2 separate regions of the Sus scrofa genome follow, and region 2 is linked to region 1. The links are chromatin contacts, called in public Hi-C maps. All regions are on one chromosome and are shown on one strand. Each heading gives the region's core, a stretch centred on a gene start, on an enhancer-like site or on the middle of the called end of the contact. The rest is flanking DNA. Distances are from core to core; before and after follow the strand shown.

Evidence for each region. Hi-C and Micro-C count contacts between places; a contact is called where the count stands out from the background.
Region 2: a Hi-C map of liver shows a contact between it and region 1, with 5 times the contacts expected there. The contact joins two enhancer-like sites. A contact is called at or near these places in 8 of 47 Hi-C or Micro-C datasets (embryonic fibroblasts, fetal heart ventricle, heart right ventricle and 3 more).

Annotation. Positions count from the first base shown.
Region 1 is chr1:31,377,318-31,380,017 of Sscrofa11.1, forward strand. No RefSeq gene overlaps it. Among named protein-coding and RNA genes, the nearest start is that of MOXD1, 96 kb to the left of the region's middle. Within about 2 kb of position 1,349, at least 9 of the 83 cell types and tissues checked have an H3K27ac peak or open chromatin away from gene starts, as enhancers often do. A contact at or near this core is called in liver, where this site is marked.
Region 2 is chr1:31,714,546-31,717,245 of Sscrofa11.1, forward strand. No RefSeq gene overlaps it. Among named protein-coding and RNA genes, the nearest start is that of CTGF, 41 kb to the left of the region's middle. Within about 2 kb of position 1,401, at least 3 of the 83 cell types and tissues checked have an H3K27ac peak or open chromatin away from gene starts, as enhancers often do. A contact at or near this core is called in liver, where this site is marked.

The DNA.
Region 1 (2,700 bases), core at 99-2,598:
ATAATATTAATGTCTATATGTGATATATATAATAACTATATATAATATGTATTATGGCATATATAATTTATATTTTTAGTTCAAATTTATTATATCCCAAATAGAACTCCTCTTGCTCCCAAAAGTTCTTATCTATTTCCTTTTTGGCGAACTGGCAACACAGCCCTCTCATTCACCTAAACTGAAATTTGAACTCATGGGCAATTTCACCCTTTTCTTCAGTCCTCACAGTCTATCCTTTCCTGTGTCTTGTAGACCCTTGAAAGCTTTCTGCCATCCTCAGTGGTATGAGTTTAACTCAAGTTCATCTTATCATTCATTTTGTTTTTTGCTATGGTTTCCTTGTCAGTGATTCCAAAACCTGGATGTGTATCAGAATCACCTGCTGAATTTTGCAAACATAAGGATGCCCAGTGCTAGTCTCCATATCACATCTCCTGAAGCAGGATCTCAGGGATGGGCCAAGAACACTCACAATTAGTTAATTAAAGCAATCAGTGGCTTCTTAAAAATGCTCATCAATAATCTTACGTTATATCATATGAATCTATACTTCTTATTTAAACCATTCACACCCATGCTGCTCTCTTCATTCCTCTACCTAAAGAACAGAGGACAGAAACCCAGTGTGACAAAGAGAACCCACTGCCCCAGGTACAACGGTAGAGCCCAGTAGTGCTGCTGGCGTGAGAATTTTAATAATGGACCATGCAGGCCACAAGGTACAATGAAAGCAAGCATTCCAGCTAGAAAATTATCCAGCTAAACTTAGAAGAATTGGAAACCTAATTGTAACAATAAGGTAACCTAATGACAATGAAGTCATTTTCCTTAAATATTTCTTTTTGTGGATGCATTGTTATTGTTTAAAAGAAATATTTCTGTCGGTTTCTTTGAGAGAGTTTTAACCTACTTCTGGAAACTAGGACCATGTGAAACTCAGAATTACGGATATTAACTGATCCTCTGCTCAGGAACTGGTGAAAATCCCTCAGAGTGAAAACCGCTATTTCATTGACCTAGCAGTTCATCTGTAAGAGAAAAGCATTCTTGAAAAATAGAAAATTTTCCTAAGTAAGGTTTTTAATTAAGCTTATACTTATAAGAAATATTCTTTGTGCAAAATGACTGATGATTATTAACCCAAAGTTTAAAAAAAAAAAAAAAATCTGGCTCAGGACTAGCAGCACAGTGGGGCTGGAGGAAGAGGTGCCCTCTTGTGGCAAGAACGAAAAATGACTAGAATGTTGACAAATCAATGGCTCTCATTCCTTTTGTTTTCTTGTCTTTGGAACTATTACGCTAATGATGGCTTCTCTCTTTCATCTCCATCCAAATACAATAGCAAACGTTTCTTTTGCAACAGCTGGAACCTTCTGGGGTAAGCCAGGACACAGCGCTGTTTCGAAGTGTAGTTTCTTTTAGATTGAATTAGAGGCACACTGCCCTCTTGTGGTAGATCTGCCGCTTTGCAAAGAGAGTGGTAAATTTCTCTGGCTAAAATCCAAGGTAGCAATTGAAGGACTTAAATACTGTTAAAAGGGTGGGTGGGGCATTTGAGGAAATGCAAGCTATCTTCAATGCAGTCCTAATAGAATTTCATGTTTCTTATTGACATTGCATAAGAAGGACAAGAAAGTTCATCTTAATATAGACTTAAAAAAGTATTGGTTTTGAACCCAGTGTTTGCTTCAGTCTCTTGTCTTATGTACAATGAAAATGGTGACATGGCTACGTGTTTCTTGCTACTTAAAATTGAAATAATAAATTTTCCACAAATTTATTGTCAGTGTCTGTTTGAGAAAGGCTGCTAGAGTTAACTTTCCTATCTCCAGAACCTGAATGTTTAGCAGGTATTTGGCATAATAAAAACATATTGGTTTTATTGAATTTGGTTTAACGAAAAGAACACTTCACATTATATTACCTTCTAGAATTCAGATACCATTCTTCTCATGAAATAGATGACTTAGGCAATGAAAGCTGTGTAAATTAAGTTTTATATTTTATTTCTTAAGTTATTTTTAAGGCTGCATCTGCTGCATATGGAAGTTCCCAGTCAGGGGGTCAAATCGAGCTGCAGCTGATGGCCTGTACTACAGCCACAGCAACACCAGACCTGAGCCGCATCTGCGACCTATACCACAGCTTGTGGCAACACTGGATACTTAACCCATTGAGCGAGGCCAGGGATCAAAGCCTCATGGACACCATGTCAGGTTCTTAACCCACTGAGCTATAACGGGAACTCCAATTTTTATATTTTAAATGCACTTAAAAGGAGATTATTGTGTTAAAAATATATTTAGAGCCCGCTACGTGTCAGTATAACTACTTACTATATTTTCTTTTTTAAAAAATGAATTTTACATTGTAGATTTGTTTAAAAATAAAATATATATTAACTTAGTTTTCCTCCCAAAGAAGTATACTTTTATGGCTAATTTTCTTTCTCTCTTTCTTTCTTTCTTTCTTTCTTTCTTTCTTTCTTTCTTTCTTTTCTTTCTTTCTTTCTTTCTTTCCTTGCTCATAGCATGCCCAAGTTCCTGGGCCACAGATTGAACCCAAACCACAGCCACGACAATACCAAATCCTTGACTGCTAGGCCACCAGGGAACTCCTAATTTTCCTATTTTTTAAACTGCCAAAATAGAATGTAAATAAAATGTTAACTAATAGGAAACTGTTTGCACAATATGG
Region 2 (2,700 bases), core at 151-2,650, 340 kb after region 1:
GGGAAATAAGTCAATCAAAAGTATCCAACATAGGAATTTTTTAACCTAAGATGAAGTGTATGTTTGTCTGAGACACAATCTGCAAAGAAGACCCCATGATATCACCGAAAGTCTACGACAACCTCAATCCACATTCCACCCCCCATCCCTGACCTACGCTTGGGCTTCAGAAAAGTGGGTAGGACACAAAACAATCTTCCCTGACACAGTAGTTTAGAGAAAAACACAAACAACTCTCAGACACAATTGGAAGATGATCACTTTATCTCAGAATAAACTAGAATGAGCCATATAAAAGAAATGGCATTAAGCACAGCAAATTACTGCAGGATAAAAAAAAGGAGGAAGGATTAGCACAACGTTATAAATCATCTATATTTCAGTAGAGTTTTTTTGTTTTAAAAAAAGAAGGAAGTATGGAAGGAAAGGAGGGAGGGAGAGAGAAAAGGATGGAGCGAGGGAGGGAAGAGGGGGAGGGAAGGAAGGAAAAAGGAAGGGCTCATTTCATCTGTCTCATCTAGAAGAAAACACATGGGTCAAAAAGTGAGAAGAGGAGTTCCCGTCATGGCTCAGCGGTTAACGAATCCGACCAGGAACCATTAGTTGCGGGTTCAATCCCTGGCCTCGCTCAGTGGGTTAAGGATCCGGCATTTCCCTGAGCTGTGGTGTAGGCTGCAGACGCAGCTCGGATTCCGTGTTGCTGTGGCTGTGGTGTAGGCCGGCAGCTACAGCTCTGATTTGACCCCTAGCCTGGGAACTTCCATATGCCACGGGTGCAGCCCTAAAAAGACCAAAAAAAAAAAAAAAAATGAGAAGAAATGCTTCACATTATAGTACAAGTTAATAGAAAACATAGACCCTCAAAATAAAAATAAACTCAAGGAAGATATAATAGAAGAAGATTTAAAAGAGAGGGTGGTCAGCTCAAATAAATAATAATATAGAAATAATAAATTACAAATTACATAGACAAAAATAAATGTTGCTGAAAAATGGAATCAGGGCCACGTGGGGATACTCAAAATAATCATAGTGATTGAAAATACAAAAGAAAAAGTCAATGCAATAATCAAGAAACTAAAAAACTAGATGGGATGTTGACAGTGGGAAGCTGCATCAGATGCTTGTTATTTTCCTCCTTACATTTTACAAGATACTTTTTAAATTTCCAAAATAAAACCAAAGTCTGTCAATTAGGAAATGACTGTTATTTTGGGAGAGGTTTTAGGATGTAGGTTTGGGGCGGTGATCTGAAACCAATTTTTTGGAATTTCAAAAAGAGAGAGGCTGGTGAAGAGATCAAGTCAGGAAATAAAACCCAATCACTTATTTGTCCTGTCCCACAGTGAGAGAAAACTTTGAGGGAGCTGGAGGGGACAGACACAGCAGAGTAAATACTACAGGAAAATAGGACAGGTGCATAGTCAAAGCAGAGACGTGGAAACCGTGCCAAGGTAGGGATTACACATGCATGTGGGAGAAAGGTTAATTGTTAAGAAAATAAAGCCCTGGAGGAAGTGAGGAGTTAGGTCTGGGGTGGGAAAAAAATCACACTTCCTCCATGAGTGACTAGAATGAAGTTGGGCCAGGTGTGAACACAGAGAAAGGAAAGAAGGATGAAGATAAAGGACACATGTTTTGTGCAGTTTGCAGAGGTCAGAACTGGTCCTTTGGAACTGGGTTCATGTCACCATGGTGAGTAGCAATGTAATGATGGAATGGTACTTAACAGACGAGTAATCTATACCTAGTCAGTATCCTTAGGTATCAGACACTTTCTGCTGTTTGGACACTTATTACCACTGATATTGATATGAGTAAAGACACTTCAAATATTTTATGAATTTTAAAAATATTTTTTGCCTAAATGAATTTTATTGGATTTTTTTTCCAGATTATAACATTCATGTATTATAGAGGCTCGAGAAAGTCAAGATCACCCCCAAACCCCACCACTCAGATAGTCACTGTTAACATTTTAGGGCGTTAACTTCTAGAGGGAAAAATGAGAGGGAAGACAGAGGAAGGAACGAGAACAAAAGGAAGAGAAAATGGGGAAAGCGGGGAAAAGGGATTTTATTTTTCCTTTCACCACAATGGATGTTACCATATGCTATTTTAGAAGATGTTCTTTTCAATTCCTATGGTGTAAAGTTTCCCACTTTTGTAAACTTAGCTAAGCATCACGTTTTAAGAGTGTATTCTAGTATATATACTATATACCATGACTGTTTCTCTAATAAAAGTGAATCTTTTAGATTGAGCATCACTTTTTATCTTCTGACAATTGGACAATAACTTCTTCAGAATTATTTTGAAGCACAAAAATTTGGTCAAACTGAAGTCTTAAGTCAGAGTTTATGGACAATTTTTAAACTTTTGGAACACAATTATCAAACTGCCATCCGAGACATCAAAGCATCTTGGGTGTGTTGCCATCTTCAAGGTGTGACTGCTTGTTCACTTTGAAACACTGGAGATCTGACTCTTTTAAACCTTTTCCCGTGTGGTAAGGACAGAAATATGTTATATGTATATCTAATTTAATTAATGAGCTACAACATTTTTATGTATTGGTCTTTGCTCTTTTCATTTCTTTCCCATGAATGTCTTAACCCAGACTTTTGCCCATTTTTCAAATGAGGGTTAATGTACTCTGGTTTTGTTATTAAGTGCTTTTTCATTGATGATATTTCATAC